3 separate regions of the Mus musculus genome follow, and all the other regions are linked to region 3. The links are chromatin contacts, called in public HiCAR-type and HiChIP or PLAC-seq maps. All regions are on one chromosome and are shown on one strand. The core of a region is the stretch at or near the end of the contact, and the rest is flanking DNA. Distances in the headings are between cores, read along the strand shown. Region 1 holds the start of Abca5 (ATP-binding cassette, sub-family A (ABC1), member 5). Region 2 holds the start of Map2k6 (mitogen-activated protein kinase kinase 6). Region 3 holds the start of 2610035D17Rik (RIKEN cDNA 2610035D17 gene).

Region 1 (3,151 bases), core at 624-3,123, 2.9 Mb before region 3:
CTCCACCACTCCAACCACTCGCTGACATCTGGGCCTCCAATAATTTACATGTTAAACAACGTGCATGGCTGCCATTCCCCCGAGAACTCTAAACCACAGAAACGTAAATGCCATCCAGTTTAACTATACTTTTAAATTAAGATTTAATTTTTTGAAAAGAGCTGCTAATCTGTCTAGCAATGCACTGAAAGAGAAACCTATCCAGCTATTTTACTGGCTTCATAATGGGTATAATAAACCTTTAAATTTAACAGAAGGCATCATAAACGCTTTCTTCGCTGATCTTTTAAAATTTACCAAAAGTAGTGACATAAAGCAAGATACTAATGCCAGTAAAGTTTGACCTAAGTTTTATGACAGAACGCCTTGCTGGAGGAAAACGATGTAACAGTACCCATATGGCAAGTCAGCTAATAGTTTTCTTTATATATAATGTTTATAAAAGTATAAAGTTTGCACTGTATAAAAGTTTTAAGTTTGCACTTAAAACTATTTCCAGTGTAATCTACACACTAATGAGGACTACAATTTATATTAGTATGAGTTGCTTTTATATAATTACTCTTTCAATTAAACTCAATGGCAGACATTACATACTATATTCATCTAGGAACTTTAGGAACAAAATGATTACCTGGCATGTAACGAACATATTAATAAATTTATGCAAAATTTAAGAGTTCCCTATGTTTAATAGAATTTGAAGTTTTGCATTATCAAGGACACATCTGCCTAAATGACCCACATTCAAAGATCACTGTCTCTTAAATCTGCTTTCAGGATAAACACACACAAAGTGTTCTCATAATGTTCTTATCTATTGAGTCTTCTCTGACGAGACATAAAAATGCTCTCTGGGCAAACATAAAATAGAGTGAGGAAAGCACCAGGATTAGAGAGTCTGGAATCTCAGAGGGAGAATCTCAGTACCTCATTTTTTTCCCCAGCTGGGACCTTAATAAAGTTATTTAACCTCTTTAAGACCCATATTTCCCACACAGAGTACCATCTCCAACCTCAGAGCAGCTGTCAAGATGAAGTAATACTGACCCTGGCTCTGAGCCAGGATCTAACCTCATCTGGGGCTCCAGAATGTCCTTAATTTTTGTCCTCAGACTTGATTCTTTGAAAACGTAAAGCGAAGCTTTTAGAGAGCTGGGGCGAAAATCCTCAACTCCGACTGCCCCAGAGGCCGCTGTCCCCCATGGACCTCGCTTTCTCCTCCTCCCTGAAACCTTTCCGCGCCTGGGAATCTTCGTTAGCTATGTTTGGGGAATTCAGATTATTTTCAACCCCAAAACCGTGTCACGAGCTCTGCGGCTTTTCCTCTCACCCCGAGTCCTCTGGTCACACATGATCCGCTACCCGATCTGCGCCCCAAGTAGGGCGATGCTCCTGAGCCCTCAGGGGGAAAACTGACTTCGGTTTGGTTTGGGCTTTTATTTAATTTCGGTTTGTCCTTTCTTTTCCTTCTGCCTCTCTAGAAGTTCTGAGGATGTCGCTAGCCCAGGGATCCCTGTCAGCGCCCGCCACCCGCCAGCATCCTCCGGCTCCCCGCGGCCCGCCACACCCTCCCCTCTCCTCATTCCCTAGCTGCTCGGCCATCTCCACGGTCCATGCCCCGTCCCCGCCGCCGCGTCACCTCTCTCCGCAGACACGAATGGCGAGCGACCTCGAGCGCCGCGGGCCTCGGCGTCTCCTCACCCCGGCGTCGCAGCCGCAGCGCTGTCAGGCCCAAGCCGCGAGCTTACCTGCGGCGACCGCGACCGCGGTAAGTGACGGAGCTCGGAAATTCTGCGCGGAGACGCGGTCCGCGAGGCCGAGCGCGCGCGTGCCCGCCGCCCCGCTACGCCGAGAGAGCCGCGCGCGCCGCCGGAGACACGCCCCCTGCCCGCCCCTGAATGCACCTGAGGGCGGGGCGTGCGTAATGCGCGTGCTCCTGGAGCTCGAGACGGGAGCGCGCTTGGGGGCGGGGCTACTGGGGGCGGGGCTCCGGCGGAGGTGAGCGCGGCGAACGAGTCGCAGAGTACTTGGTTGGACCTGCCGACTCTAGCTCAGGTGCTCAGAACCTCCTGGGGAGCTCGCCGCACCCTCCACCGAGGCTCGATGGGTTTGAGGAGACTTCTGTCGCCTCAAGAAGGACGGCCTTGGTTCTCCACCCTCCCATCTGCCTCTGTTCCCTTGTATTTAAAGAGTTGATAAAAGTCTGACACTCCTCCCTCTTGCTGCAGCGTCCTCCCTCCTCGTTTCTGTAAAGACTGCCTTCTCCTCTCCAACCTCAGACTACCACCTTGAACATCCTACCGGTTCCTTCAAACATCCTCCGAAAATCTGCAAGTGTTGACTTCTGGCAAAGACTATATACCACGCTTAATTTTTACTTAAAATGCAAACTGATGTTTGGAATGTCGTTACCCAAAGTGATCGAAACAAGGGCCAAAGGTATTGCAAAGTAAAGTTCACAATACCAAAATTACACATCCCTGAGGAAGACTGATCCTTTCTTATCCAGAAGCCACAAACTGCCAATTCATAACACACACACACACACACACACACACACACTATTCATGCTGGAATTTTTGCTGGCTTGATACTGAATGTGTCTGGTGTGTGCAGTCCCCAGTGCTATGTGTTACAGTTACTTTCGAAAACATCTTCAGCTCTGTGAATGTGAACATTCATACATATTTTGTGTATGTGTGTGTAGTTCTCAAATTGAAAACTAAGTCTATAGAATGTGTTCTGCTTTATTATAGATGTGGACGTTTTGCCTGCATGTGTGTGTACACTATCATAGAGCCTGACACAATGATATCTTTCCTCTCAAACACCCCACTTGGCACCATAGTATCCCTTTCACTGTCTTACATGCTAATCTCTTCAGCTACATCATATGTAGCCTGAAGTTAAGAACTTTTTCTTATACCAATTTAAATTTTCAGGTCTTGCGAATCATAAACTATGGTAAATACTGCTAATAATACTACTGATGAGAGAAAACACCTACAAGAAAGGTATGTAAATATTTTTATCTTCACAAAAAATACCTACTCACTTAACAAAATTGCACCCATAGAAACAGAAAATATTAAAATTCTATTATAGGAGTGGACTTGTAGTTCAGTGATAGTCTGCTTGCCTAGATTGT
Region 2 (3,285 bases), core at 567-3,066, 2.8 Mb before region 3:
TTTTTATTTTAAGAGCTGATTTGCTAACTTGTGGTGGGATTGGGCAGAGGCAGGAGGATTACAGATTCAGACTCTGTCTGTGTTACAGACTGGGTTCAAAGGCCAACCTGAGTAACTCAGCTAGATCCTGCCTCAAAAGGAAAAAATAAAAAAATAAAAACCAAACCAGGGCTGTGGCTTATTGGTAGCTTGCAAGCCTGGAATGCCTAAGGCCCTAGATTCAATCTCCAGCATTGCAGGGACAGGGGTGGGGAGGGGGCAAGGGTGGGGCGGAGGGGGGGGGGAGGAGAGGACACATGGTAGCTTTCTCTCTGATTCCGGCATTACTCAGATGGTCCTGGCTTCCTAGAATTCTTAATACAATTCCAGACATTTTCATTAGCAGCCCTCACACATGAATCTTCTCTCAAAGTGGCTCTTGTGGCTTTCCACAATTGACCTGACCTATCTCTAGCCTCTCCCAGTTCCAACCCACCTAGATCACTAAGGGAAAATTTACATTCTTAAAGCAATGCTTTGATTAAGTTCCCCGGTTTCAAAACCATTTATCTCCACCCTCGAGCTTCTGAGTTAAGGCCAAGCTGTTAAAGCCCTGTAATAATCCCGCACACCCAGTATATTCTGACCACCACCACGCTTGTATACAAGGCAACCTGGTACTCTCAGTGTCCCAGGAATGGACAGGTGGCCCTTACTCCCCCACTGATTTGCCTATAGATCAGATGCCTGAAACCACCGTTCCCTCCCTATTCGCTCTGAAAGAACATTCCTGAAGGTGTTCTACTAGGCGCAATGGAAGCCAAGCCCGAGCTCTCTGCCTCGAAATGAAGTGGGTGGGAAAGGGGTGGAGGTGAGGGTGGGGGTGTTGCGATTTGTACCCCTTTCAGGGAAGGTTTGCATCTCCAACTGCCCAGTGAAGCGGGAGGCTTTCCCCCACCAAGACACAGTCCAGCTCTAGGCTCAAGCACTGCAGGAAAAAGGAAAAATCCAAAGCCTGGGAAGATGCCTAGCAAACTCTGGACTTCCAACAAACATCTCTTGATGGTATTGAAAAACATTCAAGATAGTAGACTTTATTCACGTAAGGTTACTGTTCTCCACCAGCCGCCCTTTCTTCTCAAGGCCAGGGACTTTTTCCTTCATCCCCGCCTGCCTCAGGCAAGAAAAAAAAAAAATCAAATACCTTAATTTTGATTAAAATTGGCCTTTGATATATATGAAACAAATTTTCCTGTCTAACTGTGTAAGAAATGAGAAACTTCGTAAATCTCTCTTCCTTAATCCCTATCCAGCATTGAAATTCTGCTTTCTTGAAAAGAACTGACCTGGATCGCTTCTTATTAAAAAAAAAAAAAAAAAAAAAAAAACTTTGTATCTTGTCTGAAGAGTCAAATCACCCCAAAAATCTCCATTCAAGAAAAATGTTTGTTGTGAAATGAGATGTCAGGGTGAACGGTCTACAGACAGAGCAGTTCACAGATACTGAGCCGGTTTAAAAAAAAAAAAGCCACATTGAACCCCCAATTAGACCTTAGTCTAGGGGTGCCAAAAGCGTCTTCGCTACCCCTGTGCTCTCTAAGCTGTTGATTCAGGGGTTTTTCTAGAACAGAAAAAGCCTCCTATCATGGACCGCGCTGTTTGTCACCCTTCCCTTACTAAAGAGTGTACGTGCGATGTTTATCTGAGATCTCTGTCGCGCTTAGTCAGTCATCTAGCTCAGCCACCTACAGGAGCACGTTTCCTTAAATCAGAGACGCGTGGACTCTACAGGAGAACTACACTACCCAGCAGGCCTCGCGCCTTTCGCAGGAAGGACGTCTGCGCACTAAGATACTCAGTTCCAAGTTTGGAGCTTTTAGCTGCCAGCCCTGGCCCATCATGTAGCTGCAGCACAGCCTTCCCTAACGTTGCAACTGGGGGAAAAATCACTTTCTAGACTGTTTTGCAAGGTGTGCAATTCCACCTTGACTCCCTGAAAGTCCATCTGCTGCATCGGTCAAGAGAAACTCCACTTGCATGAAGATTGCACGCCTGCAGCTTGCATCTTTGTTGCAAAACTAGCTACAGAAGAGAAGCAAGGCAAAGTCTTTTGTGCTCCCCTCCCCCATCAAAGGAAAGGGGAAAATGTCTCAGTCGAAAGGTAAGAGACTGTTTGCATTAGTTGCAAAAAATGCAAAGGCTTATGCATGCATTCGTGAATGCATGGATGCAATTTTCGCCCGGCGATTGCATTTTTAAGTTTGAGGTTTGCCACAGCTCAGTTGCATTTCCTGTTTAGTGTGTGTCTTTTTCTTTCTTTCTTCCTTTCTTTTCCTTTTCTTTCCTTTTCTTTTCCTTTTCTTCTCCTTTTCTTTTCTTTCTTTTCTTTTCTTTTTTCTTTTTTTGCAGACACAGAGAGTTCCTGTAAGGCAGGGCTTGCAGTTGAGCTGTGCATTGACATTATTTGCATTCTTCTGCTAGGATTACCGAGCCTTTCTGCCTTTTGCACGGTCAGGAGAGATATAGCAGGTTGGTAGCGTCCAAATGTGCAATGCTTTATATAATAGTACATTTCTTTAGTATGCACGCATATTCACAGTAATTTTGTGTGCAACAGGAATCCAAACTTTCAAAAAGTCTCAGAGGTGAAGATGAAAGGCAAACCTCGCTTTAAACTAGCAGGAAATTTCTGTGATCTTCTATTCTTTGGGGGGAAGGAACCACTGCGGTGGCAGCATTCAGCTTACATTTTTATTGATTTCGCTGTGGACATTAGGCAACTTTTGATTTTTTAAGGGAAGTAAAGGTGAAGTCTGGAGAGCAGTGTATTATTATTATTATTTAAAAAAAAAAGTCTTGCTCTTCCGAGGTTTTATACTTTGTATCAGTTGCTTGCAGAGGGGAAGACCTCAATGTGTTGGCCATTTGGAAGATGCTTTTGTGTGTGGGGGAGGATTTCAGGGGGTGAGCGTGTTTGTGAGCATTAGAGCAAACCTGAGACTTTACTGTCTCATTGGCAACTACAGTGAAATCTTCTAAGTGTGTAACTGCATAGACTTGGTCAGAAGTTCAGGACTATGGTTGCCTTCTTTTTCTTTTTCAAATTTAATTAAAAAAATGTTTTGTAAGGTTGTATTTTGCAAACTTACTGATGTTCTGTAGAGGGAACTAAAAAAAAAAAAAAAAAAAAAAAAAAGTCCTGCATGGAGAAACTGCAGAGCTGCTTAGGTGCCTGCTGGAAGACCTTTAATGGCTTGTTTCGAGAGCAATCTTCCTTAACATAGAGAAATCTGATGGCATCTGAGA
Region 3 (3,414 bases), core at 835-3,334:
TACTGAGGTACTAAGGGACTCCCCCGCCTTGGCATTTGCTTGCTGGGGCTAAGTTTGGAAATACCTAAGTATCCAACAGTAGACAGTAGCAATCCTTTGCTTGGTGGCTGCAGAATTCAGTAGTGCTACGAGAGTCATAAATGGGGATCGGAGGAGAGGCACATGAACAGGAAACAAAGTCACGAATACTGTGGATTGTACACCCTCAGCCTGACCCTAGAAGAGGCCCTTTGAAACCAGTCTCACTGACCAAGGACCCACAGACGATCTCTCCAGGACCCATTCTCCCCGTCCCCATACAACAAGAAACTACAGAAACGTGCACCTGGCAGAAAGCGTCCGGTCGCCACAATGCTAGATACACAGCGCTTCTTACTGGAGAACCGTCCAGAACCAGCCTGGGCATCCACAAGCACCTGGGTGGAACCAGGGGCAGCAGGACCCCAGTTTCTGCAGGACAGTCAAGACTCATAATACTTCATTTAAAACATTTTTTTTTCTTCCTATGCTGCCTAGCCTGCCCTCCTTGCGCAGGTGCTGACTGAGACCTCAGGGCTCCTGGGCACTCACCAAAGCCAGTCCCTGGCTGAATAGCTTCCTCTGTTGGAGGGAGTTCTGGGGTGGGAAATGGACCACCACACACACACACACACACACGTTCCAAAAGAACACCTCAGGACTGCTGACAGGGATCGGTGGGGGAGGGGAGAAGAAATCCATATCTGGAAATTGTCCCCAGGAAACCAGGACCAGGGGGAAAGTTCTGGAATTAAGGGTGAGAGCCCAGGAGGGAAAAGGAAACAGAGGAACCTGGTGTAATTTAGGGTGGGGAAGCTCTATCATTCATTCAACAAACACCTACTCTCAGACAACCTCGTGACAGGTACCAACCTCCCTACTACAACGCAATCACAAAAGGACAAGGAGGAGAGAGACCTATTATTGAGTACTGACTCCTATGATTTACAGTTATGTCTCAAGACCTAAGGCAAAAGTCTTCTTCATCATAAAAGTCACACCAAGAGGAGGAGGATGGTAGGTGCAAACACTGGACCAAATTCCTGCCCTGGTAAACTGTACTCACATGGTGGCCAATACCCATCTCTCCATCAACTCCACAGCAGCCCAGTCCTGAAAATAATGCAGTATCCACCAAGCGCTCCCACGGCTACCCAGCCCCCGTGGCCTCTTGCAAACACTGTGCCTCAGCAGCCCGCTGCGTGCAATGGGCAGCTTCCTGGAGAGGCATGGCTAGCAAAGCAAAGGGTCCCAAAGGACCAACCCTGCCAAAAGGCAAGTGCCAAGAAGGCAGGCGCTCTCTGTCCTGGCGCGGGGTAACCAATGGCTTATCCATGCCGCAGGACAGGACGATGAGCCCAGAACAGCCGCTGACTACAGAGATCTGAGCTAGTAGGGTCCACCTGAGGGTTGCTAAAATGATTTCCCGGACGTCAATCCTTAAACCTTCAAAAACCAACACAAGGCTAAAGAAGGGCAAATCAAATCCACAACTGCGCACTGCGGGGGGGAAACTTACCTCCAGGTGAAAGAGCGGCTGGGAGATGGAAAGACAACCCACGGATGATGGAGACCAGGTCGAGAGTCTTCTAAATCCAGTTGATAAGCACCAAGTAATCCACGTTAGGGGAACCCCAACCCTTTACCCCACTGTCCATCCAGCGCCCAAAGCCAAAGTGCGGCCACCACGCCGCGGCCCCGCGTGGGTAGCGCGGAGATTACGCGCTTCGCCTCCCAGGCGGCTGCCGCGCTATCTCCAGGAGCGGACCGGCGCCAAGAGCAGCGGGCGGAGGCCACCGAGGGCTCTGACCCGTGCATCCCGCCTCCTCGTACAGCTCTGCGCCTTTCTTCTATGAGCATCGCCAACGCAAACACACAATCCGCGCTAGGAGAAACCCCTATGGCGAATCCAGACTATCCTAATAGAAGCCTCGGGTTTGTAGTCGGGCAAGGATCCTGTGGTACAGGGAGGACGCTCGCCAGGCAGCAAAGCCCTGGAGGCGCAGAACCACAGCGTACAGCCCGAAACAGAAGAAGTGAACACTTTCTGCGCCACCACTGAGCTCTGCGAGCCGTTGGGCCATTCCAGCCTTTTTTATAGAGACGGGTTTGCGGGTGGGCACGGCCAGAGGGCGGAGTAAAGTGGTCGATTGGCCGAATGGTATCCTGGGAGTTGTAGTTTTGTCTTCTTACTCCTTCCGCTCATGGAGAATATTGGCAAAGGGTAGACTCACCACAGCTACCTCCCTTCGCAAACTTTGTAACGAAGAGATTCCATTCTGTTCTGGAATTTATCTCTTCTTCTAGAAGTTATCTCGTTGCCTTAGTTTCTTTTCCGTTGCTGTGATAAAATACTGTCAAAAGCAACTGACACTAAACAGCCACTTAATTTTTGACAAAGGAGACAAAGTCATACATTGGATTGCATATTTTCACCTTGTAAATAAATCAACTCAAGGCTGCATGAAAACAAAAAGCTGTGGAAAGCAAAGGAACCTGTAGAGTTAAGTGACAGCCCACAGAAGGGGGAAATCTGTGCCAGCTACAAGGGGTTACTATCTAGAATTTGCAAAGAAACGCAGACATTAAATACCAAAGAGGTAAAACTGCCAATCAAGAAACGGGCAGCTGAACTGAATTGACAGAGAGAGAGAGAGAGAGAGAGAGAGAGAGAGAGAGAGAGAGAGAGGAAAGCCAAGAGGAAAGGGAACTCAGATGGATAATAAAGGAAATGCAAAATAAAACTCTGATGAGATCTGTCCCACCCCAGTGAGAATTACTGTTGTCGACAAGTCTGTCAGGACACATTGGAGAAGCTGGGCAGAGGGAGTAGCCCTTACTCACTGTTGGTGGGAGGGGGAGTTAATTCAGCCAGTGTTCAGGTAGATCAGTTGGGAGATTTCTCGAAAAGTTGAAAATAGAGCTGCCCATATGACCCAAAATTTTACTCCTGGGTATATACCCAGAGAAGTCCATATCCTACCATAGAGTTTTTTGCACACACACACACATACACATACACACACACACATACACATACACACACACACATACACACACACATACACACACACACACACACACACACACACACACATACACACACACACACACACACACACACACACACACACACACACACGGTGTTTATTGATGCTTTATTTGCTACAGCAAAAAACCCAGCCTCAATCAAGATGTCAATCAGCAGATAAATGGATAATGAGAATCTGGTATGTATACAAAATGAAATACTATTCAGCTCTTAGGGAAAACTGAAATTTCAAAATTTTTGCAGGAAAATGGATGGGCTTAGAGTGGATAATATTAAGCAAGGTCATATAATCTCAGAAAGAAAAAGCCGTGCCATCTGCTTCATATGAGGAACCTAGCCAAAGC

The links. HiCAR-type assays count read pairs that join an accessible place to other places. HiChIP or PLAC-seq counts read pairs in DNA pulled down with a chosen protein or histone mark.
Region 1: a HiCAR-type map of astrocytes shows a contact between it and region 3, with 7 times the contacts expected there. The contact joins the promoter of Abca5 here to the promoter of 2610035D17Rik in region 3. A contact is called at or near these places in 2 of 39 promoter capture datasets (hippocampal neurons and pre-B cells) and 2 of 115 datasets of contacts at active chromatin or transcription factors (astrocytes and stem cell-derived neural progenitor cells).
Region 2: a contact with region 3 is called in an H3K27ac HiChIP or PLAC-seq map of embryonic stem cells, with 16 times the contacts expected there. The contact joins the promoter of Map2k6 here to the promoter of 2610035D17Rik in region 3. A contact is called at or near these places in 3 of 115 datasets of contacts at active chromatin or transcription factors (astrocytes, embryonic forebrain and embryonic stem cells).

Annotation. Positions count from the first base shown.
Region 1 is chr11:110,335,843-110,338,993 of GRCm38.p6, forward strand. It overlaps Abca5 (ATP-binding cassette, sub-family A (ABC1), member 5), which reads right to left and starts at 1,874. Exons shown (of 39, transcript NM_147219.2): 1 at 1,643-1,874. It overlaps Gm39445 (a long non-coding RNA gene), which reads left to right and starts at 1,996. Exons shown (of 3, transcript XR_880289.1): 1 at 1,996-2,442; 2 at 2,946-3,017.
Region 2 is chr11:110,397,286-110,400,570 of GRCm38.p6, forward strand. It overlaps Map2k6 (mitogen-activated protein kinase kinase 6), which reads left to right and starts at 1,817. Exons shown (of 12, transcript NM_011943.3): 1 at 1,817-2,140. The coding sequence starts at 2,125.
Region 3 is chr11:113,199,754-113,203,167 of GRCm38.p6, forward strand. 2610035D17Rik (RIKEN cDNA 2610035D17 gene) reads right to left here and starts at 2,085. Exons shown (of 3, transcript NR_015556.2): 1 at 1,538-2,085.